3 separate regions of the Hordeum vulgare genome follow, and all the other regions are linked to region 3. Evidence: chromatin contacts called from public Hi-C data. All regions are on one chromosome and are shown on one strand. Each heading gives the region's core, a stretch centred on a gene start, on an enhancer-like site or on the middle of the called end of the contact. The rest is flanking DNA. Distances are from core to core; before and after follow the strand shown.

The links. A called contact is a pair of places that touch in the nucleus more often than the background predicts.
Region 1: a Hi-C map of seedling shows a contact between it and region 3, with 4 times the contacts expected there. The contact joins the promoter of LOC123400982 here to the promoter of LOC123401470 in region 3. A contact is called at or near these places in 2 of 6 Hi-C or Micro-C datasets (leaf and seedling).
Region 2: a Hi-C map of seedling shows a contact between it and region 3, with 5 times the contacts expected there. The contact joins the promoter of LOC123402394 here to the promoter of LOC123401470 in region 3. A contact is called at or near these places in 4 of 6 Hi-C or Micro-C datasets (leaf, seedling and an unstated tissue) and 1 of 1 datasets of contacts at active chromatin or transcription factors (embryo).

What each region holds. Positions count from the first base shown.
Region 1 is chr6H:130,998,433-131,002,043 of MorexV3_pseudomolecules_assembly, forward strand. It overlaps LOC123400982 (ribosomal RNA large subunit methyltransferase I), which reads right to left and starts at 2,209. Exons shown (of 8, transcript XM_045094699.1): 1 at 2,019-2,209; 2 at 934-1,159; 3 at 719-853; 4 at 190-412. The coding sequence starts at 2,160.
Region 2 is chr6H:131,328,837-131,332,421 of MorexV3_pseudomolecules_assembly, forward strand. It overlaps LOC123402394 (probable LRR receptor-like serine/threonine-protein kinase At5g45780), which reads left to right and starts at 2,150. Exons shown (of 11, transcript XM_045096308.1): 1 at 2,150-2,394; 2 at 2,530-2,662; 3 at 2,787-2,858. The coding sequence starts at 2,268.
Region 3 is chr6H:131,176,789-131,180,532 of MorexV3_pseudomolecules_assembly, forward strand. LOC123401470 (choline-phosphate cytidylyltransferase 2-like) reads right to left here and starts at 2,043. Exons shown (of 8, transcript XM_045095295.1): 1 at 1,698-2,043; 2 at 392-505; 3 at 194-289; 4 at 1-4. The coding sequence starts at 1,933.

The DNA of each region.
Region 1 (3,611 bases), core at 959-3,458, 180 kb before region 3:
GCTTGCTATATTAATTGAATATATGACAAACCCGGTTCAAAAAAATATGGCAAAGGCAAAAATATACATGAATTGAAGCTAAACCTCCTCGCATTTTTTTAAGCTGAACCATATGTACCGTTACTTGCTAAAAATTTGTAAAATATTAAAATCAAATTTCCTTAAAAACATTTAAGTCAGCAGACTCACCTTCACAGTTCCAGAGTATGAAGAGGGTGCAGGTTCTGTTTGCTCTGACATATCTAATCCTTCTTCTTTTAGAATATCACTTGATGACCTCCACTTTATATGGTTAACATCACTAACTTTGCTAACAAGGGACTGGATTTGTTGCCTATATTTCTCAACCCAAGCAGCAGATGAAGCAATCACGGCAACATCAGCAAATATATCCACTATCAGACCAGATAATCTGCATTTCAAACCATTGAATATTAATAGTTGCACTACTATGCATGAATACAAGAATGAGACAACAGGCAAGGTTCCGGAGAGAGAAAAAATGCAAGTCATTCAATGCTCAAGATCAGTATTCTCTGCTGCACATGTTGAAAATATACAGGGCAATATAACTACTTATTGTTTACACAAAGATATTAAGATACAAAGTTGAACTAAAAATGGTGCTGAATGATGAACTAACCATGCTCCTTTCAGTGATGGATATCAAGGTGGTTTCTTTGCTAACTAAAGTATAGGAATGGAGAACAGTACATACCTGTCGCCTTCACTATTGACGAGACGGTAAGCATTTGTATTAGTTGAGGGGAAACCCAAACTACGCCGTAAATCCACCGCAGAACAAAGTCTTTCTTCGAGCAGCCTTTCCATATTTAATGCAGAGGCTGGATCTCTGAGCAAAACAAGAATATGGGATATTCAGCACAAGCTCACAAAATTTCAATAACCATAGAACCTCAACAACTGTGTCACCTTTTTGCCTCTTCTTCTAGTTGCATTAGCCGAACACAAAACATAGACACGGAGTTATAGACACCCCACCCGATAGGTTTCTCTGACCCATCAGCTACCAAAACAACATCACCCGTTTTGGGAGGAGGCCGGCCAATTATTCTATCAACAGCACCACTGTACACCATTGGACTCCCACCTCGGAATATCTGAGTCTTGCCCTTCTTTAGTACCACTCTCGCCAAACCTAAAAAGGGTGCTTAGTTGTTAGTGTATACTCCCTCCGTCCCAAAATAAGTGTCGCTGCTTTAGTACAAAATTTGTACTAACTTAGTATTAAATTTGTGTCACTTAGTATTAAATTTGTGTCACTTGTTTTGGGACAGAGGGAGTACTTCGATTCGAGCGAAGGAAAGAAAGAAGTGCCTACTGGACATAACCTATGCTTAACCCAAACAAGCAAAATGGGCGATGCTTGATTTATTGATTTCAGCGTTGTGAATGGAATCTAGCCAACTTTTTGGACAAGGCCCATCATTCCACTTTGTGGTGATGCATACCACTCATTCGTGACACTAATTTAAATGAATGATGAACCGTTTTTAGGAGACTGTAATTATCATCGTTTCAAGCTGTTGTTACCATAAATGATCTCCGGGGGTAGTAGAACTTTTAACAATTGACAACCTCTGACTTGGAGGGTTATGAGCAAGTAAAAGTAGCAATATAGGTCCTCATAACTGCAGGCCATGAAACAATGACCAGGCATCTCTCTACACATACATTTACAGTTATTTACCACTCACTACAACTGTATATCAAGCAATGAGCGTCCAAGCTCAGGAAATGGACGCACTGGCAAACGGCCGACCCATAACCAGATCGAAACGCAACACGGGGAACAAATGCGCAGCTCACTTGGTCGTTTCAACAAACAGCTCGTCGCCATGGCGCTCCCACTCGCCCCCCGCACGTAGGACAGAAGTGACGGTCACAAACCTCGCTGCGCGGGACTGGAAACGAGGGCCGCGGCGGAGAGAAGGGCGACAGCGAAGCCGCTCGACAGAATGCCGGCAGAAGACTAGGCGAGAGTAAAGGGCGTGGACCTTTGCGGTCGGCGGCGAGCTCCTCCAGGGCGGAGGAGGAGGCGACTGCGGAGGCTGCGACGGAGGAGGAGGGCTTCGCGAGGCGCGCCCTGACGAGGGCGGGCACAGACGCCGGAGCCGCGGCGCCGCAGGCGCGGAGCATCGCGTAGCTCTGCGTTGGCGCTGGCACTGACTATAGCTGCCGAAGTTCGCCACCAGGTAACGAGGCTTGTGGATTGGTACTTCAAGTTGCGCATCTGTGTGTCACTGCGACGTGGGGCCTTCATCAAAGCCAGGCCGTAGGCCCAAAGCGCTCGTATCACTTTTATATTAGAGCATCTCCACCCATTCCGCCCTCAGCGTCATGTTGCGCGAGCGCTTTTTTATCCGACGCGAGCGAGTTTTCAGTCGCGTCCCCAGATTTCGATCCCAGATGTCAACGTTTTTTTTTCTTTTCTGCTGTCAAAAAAACGTCACGAGTTCGACGATCATCATGTCACAAGTCGACGATCAGCATTCCATAGTTCGACAATCAAACACACCAATAGTTCGACGATAAAAAAGAAAGGATAAAAACCGGATCAAACGGCCGGCTCAGCGTGGTGCGGCTCCTCTGCCGCAGGACTGGTCGGGCTCGTCGGCGGCGTAGTCGCGCTGTTCGTCGTCAACGTAGTAGGGCTCGTCGTCGACGTGGTTTCTGCGCTCGGTTCCGGTTCCACCTCCACCGCTTCTTCCTCTCCCTCCTCCTAGGCGTCGTCGAGCTCGTCGTCAATGTCATTGGCGATGTCCATTGTTTCATCATGCACGACGAACTTCGGGTGCGACACGGCGGCGACGGAACCGCTCGTGATGACCTCGTCCATGTCGGCATCGGTGTAGTTAAACTACAACGGCGAAGGGGGCACGAATGAAAGGACACCACGACGTAGAGATGGAGCAGGCGAGGATGCTGACGAGTACGCCAGCGGGGAGTAGCTATAGTGGGTGTTGAGGCCGGCGTTGAACGCGGGTGAGAAAGTGCGCCGGTCGTGGCCGAAATCGGTGAAGGAGGAACGTTGCGGCGCGCCATGCGGGAAGGTGGTGTTGGGATTGAAGTCGCCATGCGCGTCGACGTCGAAGTAGCCAGACAAGGGCACGTACCCCGAGGGCGGCATCGTCAGCGAGAGGGTGGCCGACGCAACATCCTGGCGACCCCTCCATGCGGCCTGTGGGTTGCGGCTGGGCGGATTCATCATCCCCGCGCGGAACGCCTCTTCCTGATCGACCGCGGCCGCGACCGCCGCCGTCCCCGCCTTCGTGGCGCCACTGATCTTCTTGGCGTCGAGCATCCTCCACCGGTGTAACGACTAAGATGCGACCCTTTCCTATTTTTTGGGCGATGCCCAAAAAGGGAAAGAGGCGCATCTAAACGTTTCGCAAGCGAGATAATCATAACATTACATAACTGAAGAATGACAAGTAGGGCATACACTTGCCATCTGACATAGTATAACATAAGGTTTACAGCCACACAATTATTCAGAGCAAAGTTTAGTCCCGCTACGGACAATATGAAACAAGTAAAAGACTATGACATCCCGCATGCTCGCCCACGATCAGGGCCACGGCCTCAGT
Region 2 (3,585 bases), core at 900-3,399, 150 kb after region 3:
ATGGATTCATCGATTGGTGATCTTGACCAGCACGTGAACGCCTAATTGTCCCGATTTCAGTGGGGAATTGAGGGCAGTGTGATGAACGCCTCACTGTATGGGAAGGCGAAGTAGATATGATAGATATTGTTTATATTGGACAGTGCCATACGTGACTATCATATGAACAGTACTCCTGTGGATTCAGTATTGCTATACGAAAACTATTGATTTTTGAAGAAAACTCTAGATTTCCACTAATTATGACTGAAATTTACTAAAATTTGACATTGGCTATCTCTAAATTTTTTGTGCAACAATCTGGTTTTTATGTCACGGAACATATACACGAAACTGTAGTTTGTAGTACTGAATTTTGAGTTGAGCGTTGCTACAAGGATGTCACATACTGGTTGACTGATCTTTGAACGTCACTATGAATCGAACCATGCATCGGTATTATTTAGTGTTGCACAGCCGCCGGATCAAGTATCGTCTGCAAATTAACCATGCATCAGTATTGCACTAAGTGTCGGTCATAGAGTAGTTTCGTTTTGAGGTGAACAAGTTATGGTGCCCTGCAATTAACTATGTGACTTAATTTTCTGCGCATTGAAACTGAACTTGATATGATGTTACAGATCCTACACTTCATGTGTACCGGTGCTTGCCTAGCAAAACACTTGTAGATGGTTTGGACGATGTGCAAACTCCAGAAGCATGTGCTGCAATGGTTTGTGCAATAATTGAGATGCGGGCCCTTTTCGATGTGGCAGCCGACATGTCACAGGCGGAGCTGTTTTATAGTCAACTGTTACAACAATCGAGTTCGTGTATGAGTTTTATGGGATTTTCAAATTTGTGTATGAATTAGTTAATTTCAAGCAAGTTGTTTTATCGCGGGTGTAATTAAGGTAGTATAAGAGCAGGTATAATAAAATACAGTTAGATGAGAGAGAAGAGGAGAGAGAAGACTGTAAGGATTAAAACATTATATTTTTGTTGAGTTGGATGAGAGAGAAGAGGAGAGAGAAGGGAAGCGAACTACAGATTAACAGTCGGCTGTAGCAGAGGCTCCAAGAAACATTGTGAGGATGTAAGGTGGGTCATGTATTTATAAAGTAGTACTCCCTCCGTTTCTAAATATAGGTCTTTTTAGAGATTTCACTAGGAGACTATATATAGAGCAAAATGAGTGAATATACACTCTAAAGTATGTCTATATACATCCGTATGTAGTCTTTTAGTGAACCTCTAAAAAGACTTATATTTAGGAACGAAGGGAGTACTTCTTAACAATTTGTTACTATACGTGTTAACTATTAGATCGATTATACTCTCTCCATGACAGTATATTGGACGTATCTCACAGGGCTCTGGGACCAAGATGTTTTTCTATTGGTAGGAAAAACCGAGCCGACGAGCTGTAGAAACGCCTAATTAATCGTAAAACTGACGCATTAGCAACCTCCGTCCACTAAACGAACGACTTCCTCGCATGCATTGGTGAAGACGGTTTCCAAAACATCCTAATTAATAGGCTAATTAATGTCATGCGCCTTATTTTCTTCTAATTATGAAAAATTATCGTTTTTGGGATATGTCCAATATACCATGATGAAGGGAGTATATGACATGGCAACTCCTTAGGCTGGCCATAGTGGAGGTATCATAGCTAGTAACATAGTCTTGGAACTAGTAAACATGGTGATGTGGCAAGTAATTAAAGAAGAGAGAGAGGGTTATAGTAACATAGGTAGATACCGTACCATGTTAAATGCTATGCTACTATGTGTCATGCATGTCAATAAATGAGATCATCTATGATACTAATTTATGATACTATGCACTATGAAGGTACTATCATACAATAGTAACATATGCATGATACTACCATATGTTACTCCCCACTATGAACAGCCTTATAGCCGACCGTTGGCTATACTATTAACCATACTCTAAGAGGTCATATACCTTAAATTAAATTACATGGCTCCTGTAAGAAAAACCAACCAAACAGAACGGAAACAAAACACTGGGCACAAATTCCGGAGCCTCGAGAGCCACCCGTCTGGTCCTCCACTCCATTCCACGGGCTCAGCAATTAAGGCCCAGTTAGCCTCTCCCTTTCTTAATTTAAGATTCCCATTTTTCAGACCAACTCGCATTAATTAAGATTTAAGGCGAGCCTAATTCTACTCCTCAGCGCACGCACTGCGCTCGATAACAGCAGCACCCATGGCCACGGAGCCCGTGCAGAGACGCTCTCAGTCACGCCCCCACTTTCCATGGCGAGACTAACCTTCGCCGCCGGAGCTGGCGCCGTGGTGGTGGTGGCTACCGCGTGGCTCCTCGCCGCTTGTAGTGTAGCGGCCGGGGACCCGCCGCTCTCACCCAAAGGTCTCAACTATGAAGGTATGTGCGCCGCTTGCGGCTGGCGTTGGGCGGGGGTGGCTGGGCTAGGGACGAGGCTAGGGTTTGGGGATTTGGTACTACGTGGAGGATGTTCTCGTGTTAATTGCGCTCGGTGCGCTTTGCGCGGTGTTTCAGTGGCGGCGCTGATGGCGGTGAAGAGCCGGATGCGGGACGAGAAGGGGGTGATGGCCGGGTGGGACATCAACTCCGTTGACCCCTGCACCTGGTCAATGGTCGCCTGCTCCCCCGACGGATTCGTCGTCTCGCTGTGAGATCTCGCTCCCTGATTTGTTGTCTTGCTGTTGGACTGCGCCTGCGCGGATGCTCCTTCTGCCCGTTGTTGTTTTGCTGTTGGTGATGCCGTGCTGTTTTGTTTGGATGTTGGAGTGCAGGCAGATGGCTAACAACGGATTGTCAGGGGCTCTGTCGCCGAGTATCGGGAACCTCAGTTACCTGCAGACAATGTAAGGCCTTGGAAACGAACTCACCTATCCAATCACAGTTCCTGTTTCCTTAGTTCCTTTGACACGGTGTGTCTTGCAACACCGTTCAAGTTTGAAGCTTCCGAGCTTAATCGCTTCAAAATGAGGAGGTTCGTACTTGTGTGTCTAGCCGTTGGAAAATATGAAGCACAACTGCTGTTTAGGTTCAAACAATATTACTGTTTAGGCTATTCCGTCGGTGACTCATTAGTATCAGGATAGTTAGCGAGCTGAAGGTGGGGAACTATACAATATAAGTCTTGCCTTAATAGTTGAATTTATGAAAATCCCAAGCAGGGTCCGTGTGTGCAAACTCTCAAGGCCAGGACAAGAACTGGTGAATAGAATAATGCTGAGAGATCACAGGCGGTACAAGCCCCCCTGAACAAAATTTGTTTTCTTTTTTGGCAAGAATGAATGCTATTGGGCGTACCCTATTCTTTCAGAACTCAACACGGCCAAATCAAGCTTACTTTGTATGATTGACAGCGCAGTCCAGCTAGACTTTCTACTCCTTATTGTACCCATCATACTGTGTCCACCCTACTTAGAACACGTATGTATGCATAATATTTGTTATTACTTGTGCTCCCTCAGTCATGGGATTGTATTCTTTGTACTGTTTGTAGATCTTGTTCCATTGACTCCCATCTGTCCTAACGAAAACGAAATTTACTACCAATGCTTTGTTGCTCAACTTTTTTCTCTG
Region 3 (3,744 bases), core at 793-3,292:
ATACCTGTGTAGATTCAAACACAGAAGATAGCATATAGATGAGTTAAGAGATTTAAAAGTTTAAATCATTCAGTGTGTAGAATATCAAGCCATCGGAAACATTTTCTATGGTCCTCAAAAAAAAAAAGAATGAAAGTAAGAAATATTTACTGCATCGCAGAAATAACAAGGTCTTTCTAGACTGAATGCTTACGGCAGAGAATCATGTGCAACAAAATCGATGTTATGCTTATTCAAGAACTCTTCTGTTACTACCCACGGAGCATCAGGAATGACTTCATCAACCCACCTTGGAATATAAAATAGTAAATCATATTAGCATGTTTTGCTGGAAGAAATGTACAACGATCATGGATTATATTGGATAAAGTAAAGAATGATACACGATTACTTGCAATGGCGAAGTGATTCATATCTCTCATCCTCTGTCATGACAGTTCTTCCTTTGAATTTATGTGTCAACTCATCATTGCAGCACCCGACAAGAAGATATGCGTTAGGGAACCTACAGTTCAACAGAAAGTTCAGTGTCAGGACATTTTCTCGCATTATAATAGCCCCAGTAAGTTAACTTGTGTAGAATGCTTACGGTAATCATTAAGAACTTAAAACCAATCTGCAGTTAATGCACTTAATCTATGGCATCACAATAGAACGGATCCTTAGGCATACTACTAGATGAAAAAAGATTACTGTAGTATATCATTTACAGATGACCGTTGGCACACATGACTTCACATAGTTTTTTTTCAAACGCAGAATTCTCACTAGTTACACATAAAATATCCTAATGCAAAATGGCTGTTGTGATGGGCTAAATGAATAGAGAATGCATTCAGAAAATAGATACTGATTTAGGCAGAGTTAATTCACTAGGAAAGGTAGGACTGGCGTCTGAACAGAACACAAGAAGCCAAAATTGATTTCATTGCCGACTTAAAAGAAGTGGAATATGCCAAGCACCATAAAGGGAAAGTTGTCTGAGAGGAACAATATCAGAGTCCAAACCCTACAGTTTTTACACCAGTCCATGTCAATGGAGAATGATTATTGTGGTCCATGTCAATGAAACAGGATTGTTGCACATGATGCGAAAAATAAAAAGGAAAAAAAGAGGTGGGCAAATAAAGCCAATTCACACAGCATTATTCGGTGGGGATCTACGAAATAGGTGCCATCCCACTAAATGACCCAATACATGGCAAGCAGTAGGAGAGTCTCGAGTCACATCACGTTAGGTAAAACATACCAATACAGCTAAATCTTGTCCCCAACATGATAGAAGCACAAATGGAGCCCCATTTTCCACCAAACCATACATCTATTGCCCAAAACAACAGGGGCACAGACAAACCGAGTCCTCATCAAGCAACGTAGTATCCACAATAAGCGAATGCCTTCCAAACCTAACCACACGAATGATCCGCTAAATCGGACGTTGGACATAAGAGCAAGTTGAGGCCGTTCCTGAACTGGTAATCGCGAAGAATTTCAAAGAGAAACGGCCTAGAATAAAACAACCCTTCGTCCCGCAATCCCGCGCTAGAGCCCGATGGACAACCTAATCAGGCGTGATCCGTGCCGAAACCAAGCATGATAAACGGTGTCCGACCCCAATTTCTGTCTGAAACGCAAGGGGGCAGATCGAACCGAAATAGCCCAAAGGGGGAGGAGGATGGGGGAGAGGGATTTCTCACGATTTCTTGGCCTGCTCGAGCGAGCGCGCGTGGCCGAAGTGGAAGAGGTCGTAGATGCCGTCGGCGTAGACCCGGATCGGCCTGTCCGTGATCCCCTCGCCGGCGCCGGCGCCATTGCTCGTGGACCTGTCCGCAACCTCGACGTCCCCCTCGGCCTCCTTCCAGTCCTCCTCCTCCTCCTGCGAGGACTGCGGCGCCGGCGCCTGCCTCGCCGCCTCGGCCTTCGCGTCGGCCATGCGAAGAGGGAGTCGAGAAGGTTCGAGGGGTGGAGCGAGCGACGGGAAGGGAAAGAGGAGGGGGGGGCGTGGTGGAAAGGTCGAAGCCTCCAGGCCGAGGAGACGGTACACATGCGGAGGGGGTGCTCTCGCATGACGTGACGTAGTTTTCGGGCTCGCCCTGTCTGACTGTTAACTGGGTCCGGGTGTTTGACGGTGACTGGTTGGACCACGTCAGGTTATCCGACGAAGGAAGTGGCGACACGTTGCACGTTGATGAGACAACGACGGGTGAATTTGCTGCCTATCAGAAATTATTATATATACTACTTTCTCTGTTTTTAAATATAATTTTTTTGAAACATTTTAATAAAAAACAAATCTATACTTTAAAAAATATTTATATATAGTACTCCCTCCGTTCCTAAATATAAGACCTTTTAAAAATTCCACTATGAACTACATACGGATGTATGTAGTCATATTTTAGGATGTAGATTCACTCATTTTGCTTCGTATCTAGTCCATAGTGTAATTTCTAAAATGTCTTATACTCCCTCCGTTCTAAAATATAAGACCTTTTAGAGATTTCACTAGAAGACTACATACGGAGCAAAATGAGTGAATCTATACTCTAAAATATGTCTATATACATCTGTATATAGTTCATAGTACAATCTCTAAAAGGTCTTATATTTAGGAACGGAGGGAGTATTTAGGAACGGATGGAGTATATATTAAAATTTATTTATATTTAGAAACACTGTATTACTTCATTTTCGTGTCAAAAAATCATTTGAAATATAATAACCAAGATGGTACTCCTTGACTTTTTTATTATAATATACAATATAAAATGGAAAAAACAAAGGGGGAAAGTGTATTGCACACGATACTCATGAGTGTATCTCAGATGGTTAGATTTTTTAAGATGAAAACAATGAAATGGCATTTCCCTCCTAAAAAGATTTTAAACATAATTTGTGGACTAGCCATGTCCTTGAGCTACACACGTATATTCAATGATGGCACAATATGGTTAGGTTCCCTTCTAAAAGAAAAGGATCAAAGACGACATTTTTTGATATTTTTATTTGTTTCGTTGTACATACTATTAAGAGGAGGATGCGTTGAAGGTATGGGTGAAATCAAACAGATACACACAAATATGTATTGCATCCACAATTTATTCGAGCTGTTTTGAGGGGGGAATCCATTTACATATGTTTGTAGAGAATGCACACCCGATAGTACCGCTGTAACCAGCGGTAGTACCTCTCCTATGTGTGAAGCGGCACTACCGCTTCAAGAGTCAGGCCTACTGCATTTTAGGGGATTTTCCCTTTGGGAAGGATGAAGTACTTGGGCGACATCGCATCGGAAGTACCGACTATATTTATTTAGGGCGGTAGTACCGCTTTGGTGATGCATTGCAGTCCTGCATGAGACTGCGGCACACTACAGGGGAATGGCTTATAAGTGAACCCTAATGAGTTGCAGGCGCAACGATTTATCTGTCATAACTATTTTTGAAAAGAAGCAGTGGCGGGTAATAAGAATCACCTGCCACAACCAAAGGAGTACCTAAGCGCTCCCCACAAGTACAATATCAAGGGTGGGACTTGCTTGCGTAATTGAGTAGTGATGGGTCCTATCTAGCGCTCACCACAGCTATATGACTGAGCAGTGGCGAACGGTGCCTGGAAACCGCCACTAGTTATAGTGATCGGGTGTTCAGTTTTAGCAACACTTAGCAGCGGCGGGTGTAGGATCTGAAGTATGTCTATAGGGGGGATGATTAAACTACTTGACCAAATAAAAAATTACCTTTC